Regions from separate parts of the Mus musculus genome. Here region 2 is linked to region 1. A link is a contact called in public Hi-C data. All regions are on one chromosome and are shown on one strand. Each heading gives the region's core, a stretch centred on a gene start, on an enhancer-like site or on the middle of the called end of the contact. The rest is flanking DNA. Distances are from core to core; before and after follow the strand shown. Region 1 overlaps Nrcam (neuronal cell adhesion molecule). Region 2 holds the start of Stxbp6 (syntaxin binding protein 6 (amisyn)).

Evidence for each region. Hi-C and Micro-C count contacts between places; a contact is called where the count stands out from the background.
Region 2: a Hi-C map of uterus shows a contact between it and region 1, with 5 times the contacts expected there. The contact joins the promoter of Stxbp6 here to the enhancer-like site in region 1. A contact is called at or near these places in 6 of 39 promoter capture datasets (cranial neural crest, embryonic stem cells, frontonasal cranial neural crest and 2 more), 6 of 484 Hi-C or Micro-C datasets (cerebellum, cerebral cortex, cortical neurons and 3 more), 4 of 115 datasets of contacts at active chromatin or transcription factors (embryonic forebrain, embryonic stem cells, forebrain and 1 more) and 1 of 9 other capture datasets (embryonic stem cells).

Annotation. Positions count from the first base shown.
Region 1 is chr12:44,599,511-44,606,345 of GRCm38.p6, forward strand. It overlaps Nrcam (neuronal cell adhesion molecule), which reads left to right. Exons shown (of 31, transcript NM_176930.4): 31 at 1-2,336. Among named protein-coding and RNA genes, the nearest start is that of Nrcam, 270 kb to the left of the region's middle. Within about 2 kb of position 2,946, at least 6 of the 459 cell types and tissues checked have an H3K27ac peak or open chromatin away from gene starts, as enhancers often do. A contact at or near this core is called in uterus, where this site is marked.
Region 2 is chr12:45,073,175-45,079,757 of GRCm38.p6, forward strand. Stxbp6 (syntaxin binding protein 6 (amisyn)) reads right to left here and starts at 1,309. Exons shown (of 6, transcript NM_144552.3): 1 at 1,021-1,309.

The sequences.
Region 1 (6,835 bases), core at 1,696-4,195:
GGCAGAGATAATTCGAACTGAAACTGGGAGCATAGGAACAACTTTATTTGAAGTGGTGTTCCCCACACAAATATCAGGCCTCCAAAGCTCTGTCATTGTCGGGTGTACAGGATGGTTTTGTTGTCTTTTGTGGTTTCTAGCCAAACAAGTCAAGTTGAAAAAAGGAAAAAATGGTATGGTTGGAAATGGATAGAAAACCCAATGATTGCAGAAGTAAAAGCGTACAACAGCATGCCTAAAGTACTAAATGATTCACTCTGCCTAGACAAGCTTTCAAATTCCGCAGCATTCAGCAACGTGTATGCAAATTGCAACAGGCACACTCCAGAACCTGAGAAACCTGACCAGTGCTTAATTAGGCCAGCAGTCAAAGAGATTACACCTCGAGTCTAAAGAACAATACTATATCCTATCATAGCCATAAACAATGTGTGTGAAATGGCTTACCTCCAATATAGAAACCTATGACCACCTATGGTTGAAGGGATGCTCAGTTTCATTTGCCAATAAATTGGTTTCTCATAACTTGCATCAAGTTTAATTTTAAGTAAAGCCTTTTATATGTAGGTATTCTGTTGAATTTGTAAATATACTTAGAGTGTAGAAGCTATATGCTCATAGGTATTACGTGCAAATAAACATGCAATCAATGTTTATGTTCTCCTGTGTGAGAAGCAGGCTAGTTGATGAATGTAGTAAGTATGTGGGACGAGGAAACATCCAAATGTCTTTCGTGGTGTTTCGGATTTAATTTTTTTCCCCACTCTATTTTTGTTTGTGAAACTGAAATAGTGAACTCCGTGCCCCCCACCCCTTTCTTCAGCCTGTTGCTGGCTGAAAGCCTCAGTGTTTTGCCAATGGAGTACATTAGGGTTTGCCACCTGACACCTTTGATGTGTACAGGTAAAGCTTGTTTTAAAGTGATTCCCCAAATGAAGTGGCCCTAAATACTCTCATCTTTTCATATTCACTCTCCACAAACTAGCCTATCGATTGAAAATACAAAATAACACACAGGCTTGCCTCAACATAACAAAGCACAAAGACAAAAGTTCCTTTCAAGTCATCAATGCCTTCAGTGAAAGACAAATGTGAAGTCTCTGCTCATCTATAACTATGGATGCTAAATTTCTCTGTGCATGAAGAAGTCACGCCTGTAGATAACTACAGATTTTCTATTAAAAATGAAAAATTGAGTGTGGTTTTAAAGCCCCCCCCCCCACTCCTTGTACTTAGTCATGTTCCTGGGGGGGGGGGTGGGGGGAGGGTGGGTGTGTAGCAGGTGTACCCGGCAGCACAATGCTTCTGGACTTCCATCTGAAAAGGGACTGGTAAACAGCCCAGCTCTCCTCAGTTTCAGCTTCTTCAAACCTGTACTTCCAAAGATTTTTGAACAAATTCTGACAATTTTGTTTCGTTTTTAAAAGACTTTGGATTTTATCGCCAACGTAAAAATAAGAATTAGAATCAGGAATTATTTTTTTTTTTCCGAGACAGGGTTTCTCTGTGTAGTCTTGGCTGTCCTGGAACTCATTCTGCAGACCAGGCTGGCCTGGAACTCAGAAATCTGCCTGCCTCTGCCTCCCAAGTGCTGGGAAAGGCGTGAGCCACCACCGCCCGGTGAAATCAGGAACTTTTAAATCAAAGGTTAGGGCTAGTTACGCAGGAATAGATAGCAAGAGTCCTTTGAAAACAGGTGAACAAATCTGGTTCCTTTGTCGAGTCTCACAATAGACCAACTGCTGGTGCCCTGTCCATACAACCAGTGGGACCTCCTCGCTACTCAGCCATGGTCAATTTATATTTCTTAACATGGCTACATGATGAGAGTTTGAACACTCATACATATTACAAATATGTCATCTGCTTCCTTTTCTCCACCTTCATTCTTCTGTCTCCATCCAAGCCTAGCAATTATCCACATTCCACCACTTGCCCCTTGGTCACTGACCCCTGGTCCCAGCAGTGCATCCAGGAGAACTACCTGCCTTGTGCTCTCAGAGTTATTTAGACAGCATGCTATGAAAGTGAATCGGAGATGCCATAGAGAGAGAGCTCAGAATTCCTCTCACAGAGGACATGTTGGCTGCTTTCTCGGACCCTCCCTTCTGTCCTCACTGTGGGCCAAATTAACAAACCTTAGCCTCACTCTACATCATGACACGGCTCCGTGGCAACAGGAACTTTGAAACTTTAAGCATGACCTCAGAAAAAATCTTGTAGTTATAAACCTTTATAAACCATCTTCTTCATTGGGTTTTAAGGACTTTCGAGGTAAGGGGAGTCTAAGAACTCAGGGATTTTCAGTCACAAAATGAGTCACTTCCGCTTGAGATGTTTCCGCAGCTGACCACCAGAGGGCGCCTGTGCTTTATCCTGCGTCGAAGAAACTTGCTAGAGAAAGCAGGCTAATGACCCTGGCTGGATCGGTTTTGGATAATTAAATGATGACCCGATGGTGCAGAAAATGATCGCCTGTTCGTACTAGGGAAATGAGATTGCAGCTCTCCCCAGCGACTGCATGACTGTGTGAACCTTTTGCATAGTTTTTTCTCTTGATTGAGCCTAGGTGTGTCAGGGAAGAGTTGCCTCCAGTCCAGTGGCCATGTTTGTCAGGTATAGGTGCGTGTGTGTGTGTGTGTGTGTGTGTGTGTGTGTGTGTGTGAGAGAGAGAGAGAGAGAGAGAGAGAGAGGATAAAGGAAGGGAGTCCTTAAAATGGCCTCACTTCCTTTCTTTAATGATGCTATTTTTGTCTGCCACCAGTGGTTTGACATTTTATTATTGACTAGAACACACACAAAAGTAGTTTAAATACTACCCTCAGCTCATATGATTCCACTTAGGAGACGGGGAGAGAAAAGCAGAGAATATCACTGCAGTATTTGTACTGAATAGTGGCTCAGTGGGGTGGAAAGATCAGTGTAAGAGAGAAGAAGGATTCATATTCCAACCCCACCATCAGTCAGCAGTGTGTGTGCAGGAACGCCTCCTCTCGTCATTCACTCCACATCTGTCTCCTCAGTCAGACAATGATGGGGCAGATCGTGTCTAATATGCCTTTCTAGTTTAATCCTGTGTGTCCTAGTAACAAAACAAAAACAAAACAAAACAATCCGAGCGCTTGCTAGGGACAAACACAAGCCAGGTTTGAGTCCCGCTGTGTGGGGCCTGGAGCCTCGTGTTTCAAGACAGCTATAATCAGTCAGCTTCCTGCATGGGTGCAAGTCCTCACTTAGAGCTCGAAGGGAAAGCATAAACAAACGGTAGTGGGAGTGCTGTCTACCTCTGAGGAAGGAAGTGTGCACTGATAGGAGAAAGCCAAGGAGAAGCCATAAAGGCCAAGGGGACAAAGCTGGCAAGCAAGGTCACCATGCTCGCCTAGATGCAGAGGCCAGGCTCTGCTGGGTTTGAGGATCATGTGACAAGCATCTGCCTTTAGTCAAGAAGCAATGAAAATTGAGGAGTAGGTCAAGGAACCTCTACGATTAAGAGCACAAGATTAAGCCATGGGGCCCAGAGGAAATTGCTGGGAAAAACATGAGCTAGAGGAATTAGGATGACATATGAGCCAGAAACTCTCAACGTAGTGCCCAGGAGCAGAAGAGCGCCCTCTGCAGGAGACCAGTTACCAGGCGCTCCATGTCTCTGCAGAGCAGGAAGTTGTGTTGAGGTTGAAGTGAGGAAAAGATGATTGCAGAAGCAAATGTCAGATATTTATGCCTGGGTCTGGACACCTCCCCCCTGACAGATGCCCACCCATTAGTCACCCCTGTCTCTTCTCTCCTGGCTGTCTACCGACTTTCAAACAACTCAGGTGTCTCAGAGACAAACAGGCTCTTGCATTAGTCGTCAGTGCTTCAGTTATCAGCTGTCCTCCAAGTTTCATGGTTAAAATGGTTGAAATAATAGCAGGAGAAGTATATGAGGATAATTGTAAAAGCCACCACTGGCCAGAATGTACATCCTCTGTTCCTTCTATGGCTGTAAAATCCCGCAGTCCCTCTCAGTGTGCCCTGTAGACTGAGTCTTTCTTCAGCTCTAAGTGTGTGGCTCACGATCTCAGCAGGTGACTCAACACTCAACAACAAAACAGACTCTTTCCATCAGACACTATCAGCTGTCGCATTGAAATCACTTGCCTGTATTAAAAACTCAATTCCTGTTCACCCAGCTCACAAAGTCTTTATTTTCATTATCTGAACTGTGGTTTGACCATCACTAGGAAAAATCACAGATGATTCTAATGTGTAGCCCAAGTGGAAATTGGTGTTGACAAGATTCTCCTGTGCTACTGTGCAAATAGTCAGGGAACAGTATTTTAAATAACTTCCTCAACACAGCCCAAGGGTGGATTTCAAATTCTCTTCTATTCTCCACATAAAGTGAATCTAGAGAGAATAGACCCCCTTATACATTGCTGATGGGAATATAAAATGGTCCAGCCACTTTGGAAAAGAGTTTAGCACTTTTTTTAAAAAAACTGAATATAAATTTACTATGTGACCATATTCAACTCATAAGTCTAGACCCAAGAGAAATGAAAACCTACGTCTAGCCATAGACTTGTACATACATGTTCAAAAAGCATCAACCATAACATGTAGAAAACAACCCCAGTGGCTAGAAAGTGCCCCGAGACGGGCGGCCGAACAGAGTGAGTATATCACAGGCATAGTTGCCATAGATGCAGTCAGACGGGACACTATTTGGCAGGTTATATGACGGATTGATGCATGCAACAGTGCAAAAACCCCCCAAAACATTAAAATTTAAAAGTCAAGCACAAAGACTGATATTCTAATTTACTTGATTGTCCAAAAAGGCAAACCTGTGCAAACCTGAGGTAAATTGGTGTCTCTAGCTGAAGGAGGTGGAGGCAAAGATTAACTTCAAATTGGTGTGAGCGCTCGTCCTGGAGTATGAAAATATTCTTGAGTTTTATAGTTATAGTGAATTATTGTATCATGTTACAACTCAGTAAAGCTTATATTGGTCTAAAGAGTGAATAGAGTTACCTATAAATGAGGTTTGCGGATGATCACATCCCCACATCATAGATCCATTGCCTCCTGTTTCCTCAAGGATGCTGCAAGGCCATCAACTCCAGGTGTTCCCCCAGAATAGTACCATCGCTTGGTAGAACCATATTCCCTGACTGCTCCAATTGGTAGGAATAGGAATGACTTAGCTTTGACATTAAAGGACAAAATCAGATACTCTTCATAACAGAAAAACAACAACAACAACAACAAACTTCAAATAGTTCAAATGCCCATAATAAGTTAGTGGCTATACAAATTTTAAAATGTGTAGCACTTTGAGACCATGAATCAACAGTAAGTACAAACCCTCGGTACAAGTGTCTCTGCCACTGAGTGAAAAGAGCCAGACACAGAGGTTTTGTTCACGTGAAACATTGGGGCAGGTCGAGCTACCTTACAAGGACAGAGAGCAGATGTATGACTGTTGGGGAGTGGAGTGTGCAGAGGGATTTCCTGCTGAGATTCGAAGAGAGCTCATCTAAATGGATAAGGAGGAATCCGCATTTCAATCGTGAAGATAGTTATAGGGGTATTTGTTCATCAGGACCCAAAACTATATGCTTAAAGTAAGTGTGCTTTGTTATATATGTTGTATTTCAATAAAGTTGATTTTGAAAGGAAAATAAACTGGACAAAAGTGACTTCTCCCCTTCTTCTCTCTCTTTCTTTTGTCTGCTTACCCCAAGATGGAGTGGGGTGGGTGGGTGGGTGGGGCTCTTAGTTCTGCCTTGTCTTCATGTGAGGAACCATGTCTGTATTTTGAGAAATCTGTGGTGGCCTTCTTCCCACTACCTGATTGGTTGTGTATGGTGTTGTAGGTCAGGCTAAGAATACAGAACATATGTAGACGTTCCTGGCTGGGTAGCCTCAAGGATCTAAATGAAGTGAAATTTGAGAACCCAAGTACGGATGGCAATTAAGTCCATGATCAACAAGCCCATCTTAAAAATGAAGTAATATTTGATTTTCATTCATGCAGTTGTCACTTCTGTGTTCTCAAGTCAACTTCCGACCTGGTCCTCAAGGTCTGTGCCTGACAGGAGTTACTCCCACTTTTACATCTGGGGTACGCGCAGCAAGCTTGCTGTGGTTGAGAGAGACCTTCTCGGTTCTCGCTCTGGGACAGGCCACCTTTGGAGCCTTCCTTTCTGGAGTTGGACTTTTTTACCTTGGTTCTTACTCCTTCCTGAAACCACCCTGGCCTTTTCTAAGCAGAATCCTGTCTCTCAGCTTTCAGTTTCCCATCTAAGTGAGAGCTAATTGACATCTCAAAAGTAATCTCCATTTATTTCTGTCTCTTCCTGGAGGTTATTTGTTTAGGTACCTGCATGACCCACTCCTCATTCTCCAGGCTACACAAGGATTGTGAAACCCACATTACTCTGTCTACAAATAGTATCTCCACTCCTCTCCTCTCCTCTCCTCTCCTCTCCTCTCCTCTCCCTTCTTTGTCCTTCCTCTTCCCTCCCCTTATAGCACCTCCTCTCTTCTCTTCTCTTCTTTCTTCTCCCTACCCTACTCTACCTTCTTAATCTACTCTACCCTCCTCCATCTCCCTCTCTCTGTCTCTTTTTGTGGGCCTCTCTTTGGTTTGTTTCATATTCTCTCTCTCTCTCCCCCCCCCCCACCTCCTCTCCTCTCCATCTTCCTGTCTCTGTCCGTATCCCTTAGCCATGTGAAGGCACAGAGAAAATGAGACCACCTGCAAACCAAGAAGAGAACCCTCACTAGGAACAACCAGTTAGCTCCTTGATCTGATATTTCTAGCCTCCAACAAAATAAATTGCATCCT
Region 2 (6,583 bases), core at 59-2,558, 470 kb after region 1:
CAGCACTGCTCTGACTGATGTGCAGGCACAATTCTAAAACTCAAAACAACAAGCGGGGGGGGGGGGGTGGACCCAGAAGGACCGTGGCCATCCTGAACATCCGTGCAATATGCATACTGCCGTTTTCAGGGCCTCGGAGTCTCCCAGAAGACCTTAGGAGACTATGAAATGAAGAAGGCATTCCTCGGTCCCTGCTCCTTCCCACAAAGTCCGGGTTGAAGAATGATAGAAACAGGAGATGGTTGTTAACGAAGTCCAAAGCAAACAAGCTCGCATGCACTCCTCCTAAAGAACGGTGTGCCATTCTAAACTCTCTAACTGACCTTTGGGTCCTGGGGTCTGTGATAATGTAAACCTGGGGAAAGTCAGAAAGAAAAAACAAGCCATCCATCTACTCCAGCTTCTCTGACCCGCCATATGGGTGAGCCGGATTCTGGCGCGCTCTGAAAGAGAATTCGGAGCCCCGAGGGAGGCCTTGGCTGAGCCCCTGACCACTTCTTAGGTTGGGGGAAGGGGCAAAAGCTAAGGGGCCCGGAAGCTAACCCCGTAAGAAGTACCAGCCTCAGTTTTGGCATCGATGATCTTCCTGGAAGATGCCAGCATTCATAGATGGGGTGATTTCGCTAATTTCAGCGGAGAGAGCTCTGGCTAGGGGCGCTGCGACCCACTGAGTTCTCCAGGAGGCAGCCCAGGGGGATCGTTCTGCCGAGCAGGCAGTGCGGACCTAAGGGCTCCACCACCAACTTTCTCACGGGAATCTGACCTGCTAGGTTCTGGCCAATGTAGCTCCCACTCCTGGTCCGGGGTTGGAGGGAGAATCAGCTACCCCGACCCCGTTCCGCGCGCACAAAGCAGCTGAGCCCTGTGTCCAGCCCCTTCTCCTGCCGCCCTCCAACTTGCCCGCGCGGCTCTCCGCGCGCCTACCCTCTCCGCCTGCCCCGCGCCGCGCATCCCAGCCCGCAGCCGCGATAGCTGCAACTGTACGCCGGGTAGCCTGGCCTCCCCACGCCAGGAACCTACCGTGCAGCCTGGCTCGTGCTCGGGCGGTGCCTAGTGCGCGGCACGCGTCCCAACCGAAGACAGGGCTCCCCCGCGGCTGCCCCGCGCGGAGATCGGGGCTGCAGACTAAGCTGGGCCGGCTCGGCTTCTGGCTGATCGCGGCTCGCCGCTCCCGCGCGGGCTCCTGCCGCTGTGCGCGAGGAGGGAGGGGTCGGGGAAACTCCTGGCAACTCCAACTCCGGGCGCCAGAGCTCCAGCTGCAGCCTCGCGCCGGCCCGCTGCCGCCGAGTGCGAGCTAGCAAAACCAACCTGCCCCCGCCGCTGCCTGTGAGCATGCCCAGTGCTGCTGTGGGCGAGCCACAACGACCTGGCCTGGGGCAAAGATCGGTAGCCCAGGGCTCCGGGGCCCCGCCACAGGCCCAGAGCCCGGGGGACAAGTGGGGGCGAGCCCTTGGGGCGCGGGTTAGCAAGTGCAAAGCGGTGAGAGTCCCATGGGTTGTGGGAAGTTTGTGGGCTGGAAAGATGGGCTGCTTCTGGGAGCCTTTGCAAGCAAGTATTTAAAAAACAACATGCTACAGGAATGTGGGCCCAGCAGGTGGGGTTTTATTCAGTCGCAAGCTTACTTGGGGTGACAAAATCCAAGAGCTAATGGGGCCTGGCAAGCCCAGTAAATGAGTGAAGCGGGAAGGAGGAAGCCAGCTTGAGGGAGCTCCGCAGGCAGAGCAACTGCTGTGCTCTAAGCGCCCAAGGCTATCGTGAAGGAAATCAGACCTGGTTTTGCTGGATTTTATTTTATAAATAAATAAGTGGTTAACATATAGGGTTTTGTTCGTTCAGAATATTCCGGTAATTGAGTCTTGCCAGAGGAAAAACAAAAGAAGAAAGAAAAAAAGAAACTAGAGTTTAGACCAAAAACCCATTGCTGGGTCCAGTGGCTGCTCAGCCAATCTGAACCAAGGAGTTTTGTGGAGAGGAGAGGTGCTGAGCGCCTGCCCACGGTGGCTTAGCAAGGCGCTGGCAAGGATCCAGGATGATTCAGACTGCCTTCAAAGTGCAAGGGGAAATAGGTTTTCCTGACAGAAGCGAGCTAGTGATAAACGCTGGATCATTCGGAGTTAACTAATGCGGAAAGTGGCTTTGAGAACAAACTTTGAGGACGCTTCCGAAGTCTAAGCACCTGGGCTCACTGCAAGGTAAACTAGACTCAGCCTAGCTGCTCAAGAGTCCCTGAAAGGCATATTACATTCTGAAACAAAAGGAAGCCCCCCCCCCCCGCCCCCGTAGTACCGGCCCTGCCTTTATTTAAAATTTTGATATTTTTATCCTTAATTTTTGTATTGATTTCTTTCCGTTTCATACTGCATTAAAACTTTAATTTGATCACCGAGTTCTTTGGCCAACCTTTCCACTTTGTGTCCCACCTCATTCTGGCCTGATCCTCCCTGGCGGAAGAGAAAGCTGCAAGATTTGGTACATGAAGAGAGCAAGGTGGGACCCCGAGCTCCTGATTGCTAGTCTGTGATGCCTGCTTTTTATTTGGTAGAATGTGTTGGAACCAGCTGAGACGCGGGAGAGGAAAAAAAGAAAATCAGTATCATCCAAAGATACCTCTTCAGGGAAGACATGTTGAGCAGTAGTTAGGAAAGTAGTTCGGAGGAGAAGAAAGGGTTGCTCGTGATATGATCGCTGTTTTATGAAAATCCGAAGCATTTCACTGATAAGGCTGTCTGCGTTCTGCTTATCTCTGGAAAGACGTGTGGTTGGGTTATCTTTTTTACCGAAAAATAATAATCGGGTTTTCTGTCACTCTCAGCCATTCCTCCATCAGTTAAGGAGAGCAAATGGCTTCTCTCCACAGCTGTATTTTCCTCAGCTTTGAATTAGAAGACAGTTCTCATTATTTATGAGAGGTTTAGAAGTGGTGTGTGGTTGTGGGTTTTTTTAATAGTGAGAGTTTAGGCAATAAGAACGCACTATCCTTGATCATCACCTATCAAATTAGACTTGACATACATTACAAAGGTTATCCAAGGTAGCAAACTTCATCCATTAGAGCAGCTTTTTTAATTTTGGGATATTGCTAATAAAACATTGGAATAAATTTTTGACTATTTCAACAAATCAGTTAATAAGATCCTCTGGTATTAGTTTCTATTGTCACCTTCACTCTTCTTCCTCACCACCTTAATGTTTATCTTTCCCCTATCCCCCCTCAGTACTGAAGGTCTAGACAAGATGGCTGCCCTCTGTACAAAGTGCCCTTTAACGAACAGTTTGCTAGTGTCTGCTTCAGAACAAACTACCCTTTATCTATTGGAAGTATTTTAAGCCCGCAGAACTCTCAAGGAGGGAAAAAAAATGCTTGAGTGTTTACACAGAAGGTTTCCAGAAGTTTTGATGAGGAGGAAGTACCTAGAGCAGGGCCTATCACATAACAGGTAGTTACAAATATTTGCAAAATAAATAAAAATTTCAATCATCAAAATCTCCCAGGCCTGTATTGTACCTCCCCTAGTTCCTAAGAATTGTTGTTTTAAAAAAAAAATAATGATGATGATGTCATCAAGAACAGGAAATAAACATTTATATAGGGAGGGGCTTACAAGAAAAATATTTTGCTAGTGTTTCATATTGTGTATGTGTGTGTTCCTGCACATTAGGGATTCGACGACCTCTTGCCTTTTGTCTCTCTGTTTCGATATTAAAATAATCACATTTAAAGTTTATATGAGTAAACAACAAATAGTGATTTTTTTTTTAAAGAACATAGTGCAAAAGAGCTTCTTACAGAGTGAAGCCTGTTCCCACCCCGTAAAAAGCTAGCATTGTCTGTTTCTTGCATATAGTTACAGAAATGGTCTGTCTTTGAAGTTTAATCTTGTAATGATAGAAACGAAAAAGACACAGTATTTCATCCAGCTGCCAAGTTAAGTACTTTTAACTTATTATTTTGAGAAAGAAGAAAAACATAAAAGTGATATTTCCTTCTTCCTTTGTGGCATAAGTAATCTCATGGTTACAAGGACACGACCTTTGTGGGTATTAAATTATATAAAAACAATAGTGTCCTAACTCACTGTGAAACCTCAACCTAAAACTCTTGTGGATTTAGATGCCTTAGGTTGTCTAAGCCAAATGGGAGGAAATGCTATCTAAATAACAAATGAATTTGAGCCTTGTGGCTTATATCTTCAATACCAGCACTAGAAAAGCAGAGACAGGGGAATTGCCATGAGTTCAAGGGTTATATAACAAGACCATATCTCAAAAGCCAATAAATAAACCAACCTGATTAAGTGATATGGTTTGTTGCAGGGCACTGATGTCATAGGACAGCATTTTAATAGATTCCCTTAAGATATAATAGTGCCATCTATGCATATGGGACTAGATTCACCTCTACATTTTTAATGTTGATATTATTTTTTCTTTATTATTATTATTTTATTTATTACAATCCAGCTGTTGCCTCTCCTCCCAGCAACTTCTTGGTCCCCACTACCTCAGTTCCTCATCCCATTCCTCCTTCCCCCTTTCTCCAAGAGGATGTTCCCCTTACCATGCCTCCTGCCTCCCTGGGGCCTCAAGTTTTTCTAGGATTAGGCATGTCCTCTCCCACTGAGGATAGACTAGGCAATCTTCTGCTATATATGTGCTGGGGGCCTCAGACCAGCTATATAGCATAGCTAGTACCTCCTCACATTTTCATTCCGAGGATGTGAATTTATATTAAGCAACAACAATTTAGGAATTTATCAATTTACCAACTTTTTAGTGGAAAATATCAAATAGCACTTTTGTTAACATAAACTCTTGAATATTTGAAATCTCACATTTCAATCTTGTTTATAACCCTCCAAATTAGTTATTGTTTTTAAAGCTAGAAGAGTCTATTTTTTAAGCTTCCAAGCTTCTTAGAATAAGGCTCCTTTTTCATATAAAAGAAATGTCAATAACCTAGTCCCAAGAGATCTATTAAATGTCTGAGCTTTATAGTGATAGCAGGTGTACGTGAGGGCAACACCGAGGAGGAAAACACCCCTCTTCCCCCACCAGTGAGAGCAGCAGCAGGACCTCAGTTGGTCCTTCAGTAGGTGAGAAGAATGCTGTCCTGTTCTGCTTCTTCTGCACTTTGCGTCCTGTACTGGCTAGTTTTGTGTCAACTTGACACAGCTGGAGTTATCACAGAAAAAGGAGCTTCAATTGAGGAAATGCCTCCACGAGATCCAACTGTAAGGCATTTTCTCAATTAGTGATCAAGGGGGAAAGGCCCCTTGTGGGTGGGATCATCTCTGGGCTGGTAGTCTTGGGTTCTATAAGAGAGCAGACTGAGCAAGCCAGGGGAAGCAAGCTAGTAAGGAACATCCCTCCATGGCCTCTGCATCAGCTCCTGCTTCCTGACCTACTTGAGTTCCAGTCCTGACTTCCTTGGTGATGAACAGCAGTATGGAAGTGTAAGCTGAATAAACCCTTTCCTCCCCAACTGCTTCTTGGTCATGATATTTGTGCAAGAATAGAAACCCTGACTAAGACATGCCCCTACCATTCCCCTGGGAATGACCCATCTTCCTCATCAGGCCTTAGTTTTTCCCATCTCACTCAGTTTGTTTGTTTTTCCTTCTCTCTAATAATCCATGAGTCTTTAGTGTACTCCAGGTGAGAACTGAATAGAATAACTTTGTTAAAGAACTTATGTTTATGTGTGGACAACTGACCACTTTCTGAAGTGATCTAAGGGTGAAAGGCCAACTTATTATTTCAAAGAAACACTCCCATAACAAGTACTCGGAGGATGGAAAGTGAGAAGAAACTGTAGCTTGAAGGCCAATGGAAGAATGATTGTTTAGCATGCACAAAGCCCTAACATTGCGCCTCTGATGCATAAAATAGGAAATACACACACATACATACATACACATACACACATACATCTACACATACATACACACACACATACACACACACCTGCACATACATAATACACACATACACACATACACACACACCTACACATACATACATACACACACATATACACACTTTACACACACACCTACACATACATACACACATCCACACACATACATACATACATACACATACATACATACACATACACACATACATATATACACACACATGATAAGAGAGAATTCTGTAAGATGAAGATAGAACACATTAAGGAAAGAAAATTTTGCCTGTCATTTTGCACTTTATAATTCTTTTCTATTTTTTTTTCCCAAAACTGTGTCTTCTCCTAAAGTTTTAGGTACTATTTTATCTTCACAATGGCTGTCTCAGAAGTTGCAGGAGCCTCTCATGCTTGTTACAGGCTGGTGGTGGCTGTTGTAGGTACATTTTACCAGTAAATTGGGAGGCGGGGGAGGGAGAAACTGCCACATCTAGTGACATCTATTTGCTTGAGTCTGGGAAAAGTTCAGAGTTCAGATAGAACTTCAGAGTTTGCTCTGTCCACAGAGTACTTAATCTTAGCTTGTAGTTTTATCTAACCATGCGTATTCTAGTTGGCTTATAATTTGTTCCCCACCATCTTTTTGACTTAATTTCCATGATACAATTGATT